2 separate regions of the Neogale vison genome follow, and region 2 is linked to region 1. Evidence: chromatin contacts called from public Hi-C data. All regions are on one chromosome and are shown on one strand. The core of a region is the stretch at or near the end of the contact, and the rest is flanking DNA. Distances in the headings are between cores, read along the strand shown.

What was found. Hi-C and Micro-C count contacts between places; a contact is called where the count stands out from the background.
Region 2: a Hi-C map of fibroblasts shows a contact between it and region 1, with 5 times the contacts expected there. The contact joins the promoter of KLF13 here to the enhancer-like site in region 1. A contact is called at or near these places in 2 of 3 Hi-C or Micro-C datasets (fibroblasts and muscle).

The regions. Positions count from the first base shown.
Region 1 is chr13:131,431,199-131,437,304 of ASM_NN_V1, forward strand. OTUD7A (OTU domain-containing protein 7A) reads left to right here. Exons shown (of 15, transcript XM_044229897.1): 13 at 2,662-2,776; 14 at 2,957-3,041; 15 at 5,403-6,106. Among named protein-coding and RNA genes, the nearest start is that of KLF13, 140 kb to the right of the region's middle. Within about 2 kb of position 2,998, the one cell type or tissue checked has open chromatin away from gene starts, as enhancers often do. A contact at or near this core is called in fibroblasts, where this site is marked.
Region 2 is chr13:131,573,185-131,579,290 of ASM_NN_V1, forward strand. It overlaps KLF13 (Krueppel-like factor 13), which reads right to left and starts at 2,908. Exons shown (of 2, transcript XM_044230770.1): 1 at 1,943-2,908. The coding sequence starts at 2,534.

The DNA of each region.
Region 1 (6,106 bases), core at 1,748-4,247:
CAACAATTTGCCTGCTTATTTTGAAAAGCATTTGCTGTTCCTGACATTGCCACCAGAGGGCAAGTTGCCCATCACTACATATCTCACAGGGTGAGGCCAGGTTTCCAATTGGGAAAAGTGAATGTGTAAAGTGGGAGGCAGAGGCATCCAAAGCAGCTAATGCTTGCAGGGAGGGCCTGTTCTCAAGGCCTTCCCGGCCTGTGCAGCTATGCTTTGGTCTCTCATTCCCTCTGGCCCTTGCCCTCACCCACATGCCTCAGTTGTACCCTCTGCAGAGAAGAAAGATGCCTTTCATTGCAAGCACGCATGTCCCTAGAGCCTCTCTGAGTACCTGGTCCTCACCCCACCAACATTTATGCTGAGAGGCGCCCAAGACCCTGCTAAGTGGTCAGCTTCTAGCAACTTCGGGTGAGTCCAACCTTCTGCTCAGCAGGGCGCAACCCAGGGAGTCAGTTCCAATCCAAAGACTGAGGATAAAAATTCCCAGGAGCCCCGTGGTAGGGAGTTGAGGCTGAGGGGCATATGGATCTGTACTACATTAGTTGGTTTATCTGAAACAAATAAACCAAAATCATAGGGAGAGAAGTTTGGTTCTCATACAAACAAAGTCTAAAACGGGTGTTCCTGAGTGGCAAGTAGATCTTCTCCAAGTGGGGGAGTCAGAAGCTCCCCCCTGCCATCTTCTAGCACCATCCTTTTCAGCATACAGGAGGATGGGGAGGGGTGTGGGGGTAAGGCCGCCCACACCTAACCACACTGCCCAGCACCTCCCACAGAGCTTCTGCTGTCATGCCATCCGTACAGCCCGAGCACATGTTAAGTGCTGGGGGCTGGGAAGTGTAGCCATGGCTGTGTGGACACCTCCCAGCAGCACCCCTCCCCCGGGAAGGGAATGGACAGCCAGACCCAAATTGCCCAAGTTGTACTGCAGTAACTACTTCCAACAGGTTATTGCTCTAGGAAAATATTTTCCAGATTTGTATGATTTTAAAAGTCACAGAGGATGCTTAATAAAGGATGCTTCGTTCCTTTTCCTGGACATTCTGGTTTGGCCATCTGCCTGGGGGCCTGGAATCAGTGCCTTTATCAAGCACTCCAGAGAGCTATGCTGCCCTAGCTAGTGTTTACAGAAGGATCCATTGCCATCCCCACCCCCTCCCAGTGGATGGGAAGCCAGGCCAACTCTCTCTCTGATTCGTGTTGAGTTGTGGAACTGTGGGAAAGACTTCTGGTCATGGCCAGAGGGAGGCAGGTCCTGAAGAAGCCCTGCATGCAGCCCTCCCTGAGTGTGACTACCCAGCCACTCAGTCCTGGGAGGGGCAGCCTGTGGGTCATGGCCATGTCAAGGCAGAACCCAGCCGCCTATGGCGGGGGCAGACCAAGCCTCCCTGGGCCGACCAAACCAGAGCACAGTACTGCCTGTCCCCAGCCACTTTAAACAGAAACACCCCCACCCCCCACCCCCAGCAAAACAGTGTTTCCTTTATCTGGGAGTGGAGGGTTATTTGTGCTCCTGTTTTCTCTCAGCATCACTGGAGGGCAGCAGTGAGTCAGTGTTTGCAGTTTTTTATTAGAAAGTCAACTCTTAATAGTATTCAGTCATAGATTTTATTTACTTATTTGCTTTTTTGTTCTTTCCGTGACACCCTTGCCATGAATCATGGGAAATGACACCAGGCTCAAGGCCACGGGGTGGCGATGGGGAGGAGGAGGGAGCGGCAGAGTGAGGAGGCGGAGGTAGGGTAAACCCAGGGGAGGAGCAAGCTGTTTAAGCTGTTCTCTTGTTCTCACTGGGCGCTGGGTCCCACAGCAGCTCAGAAGCTTCTTTCTAGCAGATCGAGGCAAACCCTGTGAACACCCCACTCCGCCCCAGCCTTTCTGAGATGGGCCAAGACTTTCCCCAGGTGGGCGTTTCACTCCGGAGCGTTTGTGATGAATGGATCCCTGGGTGCGGGCCAGTCTGTCCTCGCTGCAGTTTCCTCCTACACGTTACTTCCTCAGAAGCCTCCCTAACCCGCCCTAAAAGGCTTGCCATAGCTCCCCCACCCCGGAGTCTGCGGTTCACGCTGCAGGGTACTTGTCACCACCTGAGATTATGAGATTTTTTGGTTACCTGGGAGCGCCTCATGGGAGCTCCCCTCCCCGCCCCCCCCAACTAATACAGAATTATTGAATGAGTTCACAAGTGAGCAGATTGGCGGGCAGCCCTTCCTTGCCTAATTTGTACACTCTGAGGTGACCAAGAGCCCGGCTTGGGTCCTTCCTCCGAAATAACAGAAACAGCAATAGGTTTGGGGTTGGGTTTTTTTTTTTTGTTTTGTTTGTTTGTTTGTTTTGTTTTTTTGTCTGCTGCCCAACCGCGGTACCTCCCTTCTGACAGACCCAAATCGTTAGCAGAGCCCGGGTGAGGTCTCCAACTGCTCTTCCACGCCCACAATAAATATGAAGTATTTTAAACTCCGCGTAGTGGTTTTGACACCTGTGCTCTTAACGCTCCTGCTGGCACAGATGGTCTGTGTTCGTCTCCACGCGGTTTCCTTAATTAAGGAGACACCTGGCCTTGGAACTCCCTTTTCTGGCCTCCCTGGGGGTTGCTGGGGCCTGGAGCCTCTCAGCCCGCCCGTGGGCCACCTGGCACCGCGTCTCTCTCTTCTGTTCCAGCCGTGATCCCCCTGACGGATTCGGAGCACAAGCTGCTGCCTCTGCACTTTGCCGTGGACCCCGGGAAGGACTGGGAGTGGGGCAAGGACGACAACGATAACGCCCGGCTGGCCCAGTGAGCCCTTCCCCGTGCCCCTCCCCCAACGCCCCGGAGGGCTGCCGTCGCCCGGTTCCCCGGCGTGGGCTGGGCCGCCGGTGCTCCTCCCGAGACAGCTGGCGTGCCCGGGGGCGGGGTGCGTGCGGGCGAGCGCGGGCCCGCTGGGGCGCGTTTCAGTCGGTCTTCTTCTTTCACCAGCCTGATCCTGTCGCTCGAAGCCAAGCTGAACCTTCTGCACAGCTACATGAATGTGACGTGGATCCGGATCCCCTCGGAGACCCGGGTGAGCCTGGCACGTGCCCGGCCCCGACCAGCTGGTTGGGTCCTGGCCGCTCACTCGCCGCCCGCGCGGTGGGGGGGCGCAGCCTGCAAACGCTGGCCCCGGGCTGGTCTCCCCAGCGCCCGCCCGGCCGCCCCCACCCATCCTGCCTGGCTCCGGCGAGAGGGGGCTCGGGTTGAGCTGGAGCGTGTGTGCCCGCGTGCTTGTGTGTCGTACGTAGGCGCGCGCTCCGGCTAGGGAGGTGGTTGGTGGGGATTTTTTTTTTTTTTTTTTTTTTTGGTCCCTTTATTTTCTCCAGAAGGAGAGGAATAAACACACCCACTCAGAAAACAAACCGTAGGCAAGTCACAACACAAAACTATCTCTACCGAGATCGGAACACGATGTGCTGCAGCGGAGCAGAATTAATTATAAACTGTGTGTGGGTCCTTGGAAAAGTCAGAGAACCGGGAGCGCCATTCCTCAGCGCCCCCTCTTTCTCTCCGCCTTCTCGATCCTCTGGGAGGGCAGTGAGAAGAGGAGCTGCCCGCCCCCACAGGGCTCCTCCCCCAGGGAGAGTCTGTTCTGTCCCTGCTTCGAGATGCTAAGGATTCACTTTGAATGTCTGATGTTTTTGTTATCTCAATAGTGAACCCTCAGTGAAAGGGATTCGTATTATATTAAAAAAAAAAAAGACCCCCTTATACATCACTATAGTTGGCCAATGGCCATGAGGTGGGGCTCATAAGCAATATTAAAAGGGCGAGTGAGGAAGGCAGTAGGGCGGTGCCTGGCACAGAGTCGGTAGCCAGGCTATGCCAGGCCCTGCTCAGGATGTTTTCATACATCAGCCTTTACTTTTATTTAATCTTCGTAAGACTCCTGGAGGCAGGTACTGATACCCATTATACTGAGGACACAAAGGGACAGCTGGTGACAGCCTGGCTCCAGAGTCCAGCCTCTTAACCTCCACAGTGACCTGTCAACTGCCTGGATGATGCCTGTGTTGCTGGGGGTGTTCTTTCCTAGCACACACATATGGTGTGAAGACAGCAACTCTAGATCTAGAACCGGGAGGCTCTTGGTCTGGGACACAGCTCAGCATTGCAATGAGCAGGACCCCCTGCCAAGCCATGGCGGCCCCCATGTCAGATTTAGGGCGCAGCAACAACCCTTCCACCCCGAGGACATTTCAGCCAGGGCTCCTTCTTCACTAAGCTCCCACCAATGGCCACTGCCAGCACCAAGCACAGCCCCTTTCCTGGGCTAAACCCCTGAGCTTCTGCTCTTCTGTGTCACTGAGAAACCATTTTGAGACCTCTACCTCCTTCCAGACCCAGGACAGGGTGGGAAGAGGAAGAAAGGAATTCAGACTGGGAGGTGGTGAGGACTGGCTCCTGCTTGCTTCTGGGGACTTGGTTGCAGGAGGTCTCTTGGACCCCTCTCTTGGACTTGCTTGGGGGAGGGAGAGGACAACAATAAAATGACAGAACAATGGGGCCTTCTCCCAGGATCTTCCCCTAGAGGCGAGGAAAAGTCCATTTCCGGGTGAGCAACAGCTCCAGCCACTCAGCCTCTAGTAGGTTCCTGCTGTTCACCCAATGATGCTATGGGAATTCTCTCTCCTCCCTCAAGAAGGAGCCTCCACAACGCAGCAGTAGGTTGCACTCACTGCCTTTCTCAGGCTCTCCACCTCCCTCATGGTCCTCCAGGTGCCCACACCGGCCTTGCCCTCCTTACTGGCTGACCGGGAGCCTTATCCAAGGTGGTCACAGTGATGCTCCCTCCTCACACCCTAGGAGACCTTTTTCTGGGAGTGCATCTTTCCTGCTAAGTGCAGGTCCTGCTTCAGAATCCTCAGTTTAACACTCTGCATTGTCTATCTGTGGAAAGGAAACCCTAGAGTAAAATGGTCATCCTTGGAACTAAGGGCATATTTGTTCCAATGTGAGGGCAAGAGGTCTATCCCCTGCCTGGAATGAATAGGTGAGACACCCTTTTTAGGAGAGACACCTACAGATGCGGGTGAAGTGTGATCCTTTCCAGAAGGCCTCTCGCCTTCTAGAGGACAGCTGGGACCTGTGTCTGGTCATAGACCAGCCTCACCAGGGCTAGAAGGGCAGAATCTGGGCATGGTAATTCTAAAATGTGAGGCTCTGGAACACAGAGCCAGATGGGTATCTTCATTTTGCCCAAACTCCCCGCCTCGGCGTTCCAGGCTACCAGCAACCTGAGCTCATCAAAAGGCATCCTGAATTGGGGCAGTGGGATCCCAAGGCCCCACCTTAGCAGACCGGGAGCCAGGGTGGTGCCTTTGTTGGTCCCACATGAGGATGGCTCTTATCTAAACATCTTCCTTCTTTCCCTGACCCTCTCCGGCTACAGGCCCCTCTGGCACAACCGGAATCCCCAACAGCCTCCGTGGGGGAGGACGTGCAGTCCCTGGCCGACTCCCTGGACTCGGATAGGGACTCGGTGTGCAGCAATTCCAACAGCAATAATGGCAAGAACGGCAAGGACAAGGAGAAGGAGAAGCAGCGCAAAGAGAAGGACAAGACCCGCGCGGACTCCGTGGCCAACAAGCTGGGTAGCTTCAGCAAGACGCTGGGCATCAAGCTAAAGAAAAACATGGGCGGCCTGGGCGGCCTGGTGCATGGCAAGATGGGCCGCGCTAACTCCGCCAACGGCAAGAACGGCGACGCACCGGAGCGCGGCAAGGAGAAGAAGGCCAAGTCGCGCAAGGGCAGCAAGGAGGAGTCGGGCGCGTCGGCGAGCACGTCGCCATCGGAGAAGACCACGCCGTCGCCCACGGACAAGGCGGCCGGGGCGTCCCCGGCAGAAAAGGGCGGCGGGCCGCGGGGCGACTCCTGGAAGTACAGCACGGACGTGAAGCTGAGCCTCAACATCCTACGCGCCGCCATGCAGGGTGAGCGCAAGTTCATCTTCGCCGGCCTGCTGCTCACCAGCCACCGGCACCAGTTCCACGAGGAGATGATAGGCTACTACCTGACCAGCGCGCAGGAGCGCTTCAGCGCCGAGCAGGAGCAGCGACGCCGCGATCCCGCCGCCGCAGCCGCCGCAGCCGCGGC
Region 2 (6,106 bases), core at 1,658-4,157, 140 kb after region 1:
GGCTGGCTCCCTGCTCTTAGACTCAGCACACTGCAGCCAGAGTGCAGTCCATCCTCTCTTACCTTTTTGGGGTTTCAAATCACCCCAGAGAGATTGGGTTCCACCCAGTGGGGGAGACCCGGGTTACCATGGCCTCTGTCTAATCCTCTCGCCAAGAGACCCGCTCAGGGACATTGGAGCCTGAATTAGGGAGTGAACCAACCCACAAGCTATCCTCCAGCTCAGGCCCCCATTCAAGCCTGCTCCGCCCACGCCAGCGAGCCCCGCCCCTCAGCCAGCCCCTCCGCAATTCTCGAACCCCGCTAGTCGGCTGGAAGGCCACAGTGAAGCAGGCTGCGAAGTATCCAATCCTTAAATTACCGGTCCACTACGGACCTCGCGCCCCAAATCGGTCCTCGAGCCAAGGCCCACGCACTGCCCCCGCCCCCGTAATCTGGGTGCTCCAGGATCCCAACCTAGCTTGGTCTCTCCCCTACGGCCACACCCACCCTTGCAATAACCTTCCTAAATTGAACCAAGATCCATCCCTACACTAACCCCACCCCCCATCTCTGTCCACACACACTTAATTCTGACTCAGAATGAGTAGAAATGGCCCCGCCTTCACCCTCGACCCCACCACCAGCCACGTGATTTAGGGCGCTCACAGCAAGTGACCAAAACCGCGGGGGCAGCCTCCGAGGTAAAGGTTTGTCTGAAATCCGCCGGTCTTGACACCTTTAGACCTCGGGACAGCTCAGTTCCAAATTTACCAGGAGAAAGGGGTCTTTCAGCTCCAGGGTCTTGAGGAATGCCGTTTTTACGCCAGTCTTTTAACCAGTTTCTGTACTGCCTTATAAATGTGAAGTCTAAATCGTTGGTAACAAGGCAACTTTATTTATACGGGTTTTTAACCTGGTCCAAATGTGGAAGAATTAAGTGTAACAGAAGAGTTGGCGTGAGCCCAGGAAAAATACACAATTCTTTAGACCAAACTGGGAGAGAAAGGTTGCATCCCACCGTTGTGTTTAAGAAAACGAAAAACCACCAACGACGAGGTTCCGGGCCCATGGGAAGGGGAGGGCTGCCCGGGGGTCGGGGGTCAGGCGATGGTCCTCTGAGACCGACCGCCCCCCGTGCAGGTGCCGCCCGGCAGGTGAGAACAGCGCAGAGAAGAGGGCGGCGCGGAGGAACCGGCTGTGGAGTGGGCGCTCCTTTCCGGAGAAAGCGCCCCCGGGCCTAAGAGCCCTCTCGGGTCGGGCGCGCCCCCGCTGGCCGGATGGGCGGGGCTCCCACAAAGAGCCTCCGGCGGAGAACCCGGACCGCCCCCCGCCTAGGCCGCTGCTGGCTCTGGTTTCGACAAATTAAACCTTAGAACGCTGGAAAAATTACAGGAAGAGGAGAGCGAAGAATGTGCCGAGTGGCTGGAGGGAGCCCTGTCCCCGCGTGAACTTCGCCCGCCGCTCGCCCGGGCCGGGCCCGGCCGGGCGGGCCCCTCCCCTCCCGAGAGCGCGCTAGGCCGGCGGGGGAGGGGCCGGGGCGAGGACACCCCTCCCCCGCGGCCCCGAGGCGCCCCCGCCGCCCAGCTCCCCGAGCAGCACGCGAGGTCCCCACCCAGTTCGCCCGCACCTGCCCGCGCAGCAGCCCCCCTGCCCCCCGCGGGGTCTACGCCCGCAGCCCCGATGACGACATCCGCCCCCGCGGCCCCGCCCGAGAGTGCCCAGGGAGGGGGCGTGCCCGGCGGGGGCGCGGTCGCCGGGCGGGCGCCGGCTCCCAGCTCCCGAACCCGCCTCGCTCCGCGCGCGGGGCCGACCACTGGACCGTGTGGCGGGGGAAGGGGCGAGGCCCCGACCGTTCCCCGCCCGACCGCCCCTCCCGCCCCGCCGGCAGCTCCGGGGGCGTGGCCCGGTGGCTGGCGCTGTCCCCGTCCGCGCGCTCGGGGCGCCCGGGCGGCCCTACTGACCTGTGTGAGTTCTCAGGTGCGCCTTGAGGTGCGAGGATTTCCCGTAAACTTTCTCGCAGCCCGCGTAGTGGCACTTGTGCTTTCTCTGCGGGGACTCGAGGTCGGCGCGACTTCGGCCCCGCCGGCCCCTTTGTCTGAGGCCGGGTTCGCCGCTCCCCGCGGGCCCTGGCTCCCGCTCCGGCTCCAGCCCCGCCTCGAGCTCGGCCTCGGGCTCGCTCCACGCGGGGCTGAGGGGCGCGGCCGCAGCACCTTCGCCGCCAGGGGAGGCCGGCTCGGGGGCGGGTGGCGGCGCTGGCGGCAGGCGGCAGGGGGTCCTCGCCTTCCGGGCCGCGGCGCCCTCTCTGCGCTCCGCCGGGACGGGCGCCGGCGCTTGCTGGTTGAGGTCCGCCAAGATCCGCGCCACCACGAAGAGCGAGGCACTGTCCTTGCCGTCGCGGCGCTCCTCGACGCGGGGCAGCGTGGCGGCGACAGCGGTGGCCGCGCCCTCGGGTCCGGGCTCCGGACCCTCCCGCGGCCCGTGCACGACCGCGCGGCTCGACATGGACACGAGGCACTCGGCGGCGAAGTGGTCCACATAGGCGGCGGCTGCCATGCTGCGGGCTCCGGCCGGCGGGCCGGCGGCACTGCTGGTCGCTGCGAGTCGTCAGCGGCGCATCCGCACCCACGGCCTCCCGAGAGCGGGCGGGGGGCGGGGGCGCGGCGCGCCCTCTCCTCGGGCTGGGCTGGGCGCGCAGCCGCCTCTGCCGTCACCCGCGCGGCTCCGCGTCCGCAAGGCGCCCGCCCGGCCGGGCACCAAAGAGTGAACGCATGGAGGGTGCGGGCCAGTGGGGTCCCCGCGCGGCGTCAGGGGCGGCCTGTCCTAAGGATGCCGAGCAGCGACGTTAGGGACTACCTCGCCAAGTCGCGGCCGCAGCCTCGCCGCGCATTGTGGCAGGCGGGACAGCCGCCGTGCGCGCCGCGGCTCGGTGTGGGCGGCCCGGCCCCGGGGGTGGGCGGGGCCGGGGCCACATCTGGACCCGACGTCAGCCCCCAGCCACATCCTGGCGGCGCAGGTTACAGGCGGCGGCGGCCGCGGGGAACTGCGCGCGCGGAGGGGGCGGGGATCCCAGAGCGCGCATCATCAGGATAGAGCGGTCGCGCGCCCGCGGCTGAGGAGGGGGCGTGGCCTAGGACAGGGGCTGACGCCGTTGGTTCGTCGGTAGGCCGTCGGACCAATCCAGGCGGCCAGAGGGGCCGACCCGGCCTGGGGGCCCGTGCTCGCCAATGGGCGTGCCCTCTTGGCCCGCGGGAGGAGGAGCGGAAATTTGAGCCGAGAGCCGGGCACGCTGACGCAGGACGTCCGAGGGCGGCGGACCGGGGCGTGGCTGCGCGGGGACCGCTCCCCACCCCACCCCACCCCACCCGACCCCACCCCCCTAGCAGCGGGGAGCCCGCGGGGCATTTTCTTGCCAGGGCTTCTGTACGGTGACAGCCTCGAACCCTGGAGTGGAAGCGAGCGCTTGGGAGGGCGCCCCTTTGTCCCTCCGTCCCCGCCTGTGAGGGGCGCCGGGGATGGGCGCGCCTCCGTGGGGGCTCGCCTCCGCTTCTCTCTTTCCTTCCAGAGCGGCATTTGCACGGCGGGGAGGCGTGTCCGCTCCGGCTGGGCGTGGGGCTGCCGGCCTGGCCTGGGGGAGGAACAACTCCCCGGGCACCCCGCCGTAGCAGGGTTCCTAGGTGGCCGCACCTCGAGGCGCAGGCCGCTCGCCCCCCTCCATGCCCTCTCCCTCTGCTCAGCTCCGGACCTCGGTGCGGCCCGGCTGGGAGCGAGGTCACGGGTGGGGCGAGGCCGCTCCCGCAGGAAGGACCGGCTGATTTCCCGACCCAGCAGCCGGAGACCCCGAGGGGATCGCGCTGCGGGTGAGACTGTGTCGGCCGGAGTCGGACACAGTGGCTAACCTGCCAGCGTGGGTGACGTGCCCACCGCGTACTGTGCTTGCAGGAGTGAACTACGTGCTGGTGCAACCGGCGCCGCTGTTCAGGGAACGCGGGGCCCCTTCCTCCTCCCCGCCCCGGCCTGCTGCCAACAACTTCTCCAGGCTGCCCCTCTCCCAAGGCGGTGGGGAAGGCTTCAAACGCCACCAGCTGCGAGGACCCCGCCCACCGCGCCCCACCCACCCTCTGTCTGGGCCTCCCGAAGGAAATACTCCCCGGCGCCCAGCCCGCGTACTCCTTGTCCCGGCCCTGCCAACTTGCCCCTGACTCTCACCGGCGCCCCCACCCTCATCCCCTCGGCCCCACCATCCTTCTGCAGGCCTAGACCATCTCTGGAGAGGCCAGTATATTACTTTCTACTGCTTCGGAATCAAGCGCCGCAAGACCCTTTCCGGACCCTCGCCGGCAGCCCCTGAACCGGAAGGCGGAGGCCTGGGTCAGCCCGCTGGGTGGTTTGCCTTCATGGACGGTTTGCACGTGTCCGCCGGCCGCAAGGGGACCCTGCTGGGTGACTGGGTGATGGCAGCCCAGGCACTCAAACCCTACGGACCTGAGAAGAGGGCTGGGTGGGGCGAGGTCGTCCTGTGCACAAAATTAAGAGCGGCCATTTCTCACCAAATTAATTTGAGGCCTGGGTAGGAAAAAACCGTCTTTCCAGGTAACGAAGAAGGAACTGAGAGAGACGTTCTCTGTTACCTGCTAGGAGGAACCGTAAACTGGCATGGATGATTGATCACCCTGGGTGTCTGTAACCGAAACTCTAAATAAACTCCCCTCTCCCTGATCAAGTTGGTGCCCTGTGGGAAGACTACTAGCCTGCTTCCCTGTGGTGGGCTCTGTAAGGGCCATCTGGGTCAGGGCCCTCTAAGAGGGTCTCCTGCAGGAAGGAATCATTCTGTCAGGCAGATTGTGTTGATGACATTTAAAAGATTTGTGTTCTGACCAAATAATGATGCAGAATGTTCCTGTAGTCCCACCACGTGCTGCAGTCAGTCACTTACCAGCACCCATCCCCTCTCTATTCCCCTCCAGCTGGGGTGGGGGATTCTGCCCCAGTCTTTGAGAGTCCACATCTCTTGGCTTTCTCCATGATCCCTGCTGGGATACTACTCCCCCCACCCCACCCCCACAGCCCGCACACTCACACTGGCCATCCTCCTACAGGTATGCACTATTCTAGGCATTGGGCCACACAGCCATGGACAAGACACCCCCTCTGGGTGAGGGGAGGTCAGCCTGGGTCAAGGGTCCTCTGCATTGCCACACACCCCACCTCCATCCACAGCCCAGAGCAGTCCCTAGGCCTCTCCATGAGTGCTGAGTGCTGTCTCCCTAGGAGTTTCAGGAGTGCCCTGTGGCATTCCAGATGCAAAACTCAGCCCCTTGGCTGGTTTCTCACCCATCTGGTGATCACTGAAGGCCTCAGACCCTGCAGCCTTTACCATGTAGAAGTAGGTTCCAGTATCCAGAGATTCATTTCTCTTCCCCAGAGCTGTGAGTCCATGTTTTTCTTGCTAACCAGAATTCTGGCAGAGGTAGCTCATTGTATATACGAGGGTGAGTGGGGGGCGAGTATCAGGTGGAAGGCACAGAATATAAAAAAGCAGGAAGATCAGATGAAGTAGATGAAGATGTGCCTAGGGAGTAAAGAGGTTCAGGACTGGGGTTTCTGGTAAAGATGGTGGACTGGCTCTTCATTTCCGGAGCCTCCCGGAACAACAGTAAGTTTGTTTGTTGTAAGACAGAAATTGCCAAGGATGGAGAGAGCAAGGGAAGAAGTAACAACACCACAATTTTTGAAGCTACAATACTTAGCAGACCGGAGAAAATGAAATCATGAAATGAGAGCCAGGAATATACCTTGGAATATCCAGAAACGTCACGAATAGGTGGCACTAGGTACCTCTGGACGTGAATGTGAATGAGAGGCTAACCTAAGAATAAACTGGAAGGCTCGGTTAAGAGGTACAGAGTTGCCCAGATCCTCTCCCTAACTCTGTGCAGCCTTCCCCATCCTGACAAAAGACTGATGGTTATTATCTAAAGAAGGTATAAGGGAGCATCTTGGGTTGGGAGACCCCAGGCACAGTTGACAGCAGAGGAGCCATAATAGGAAGGGGGGGATTAAATGAGCAGATAGACACTGGTTGGTGAGACCAACCCCGCTCCCTTTTTGGCATTTAAGATGGCAGG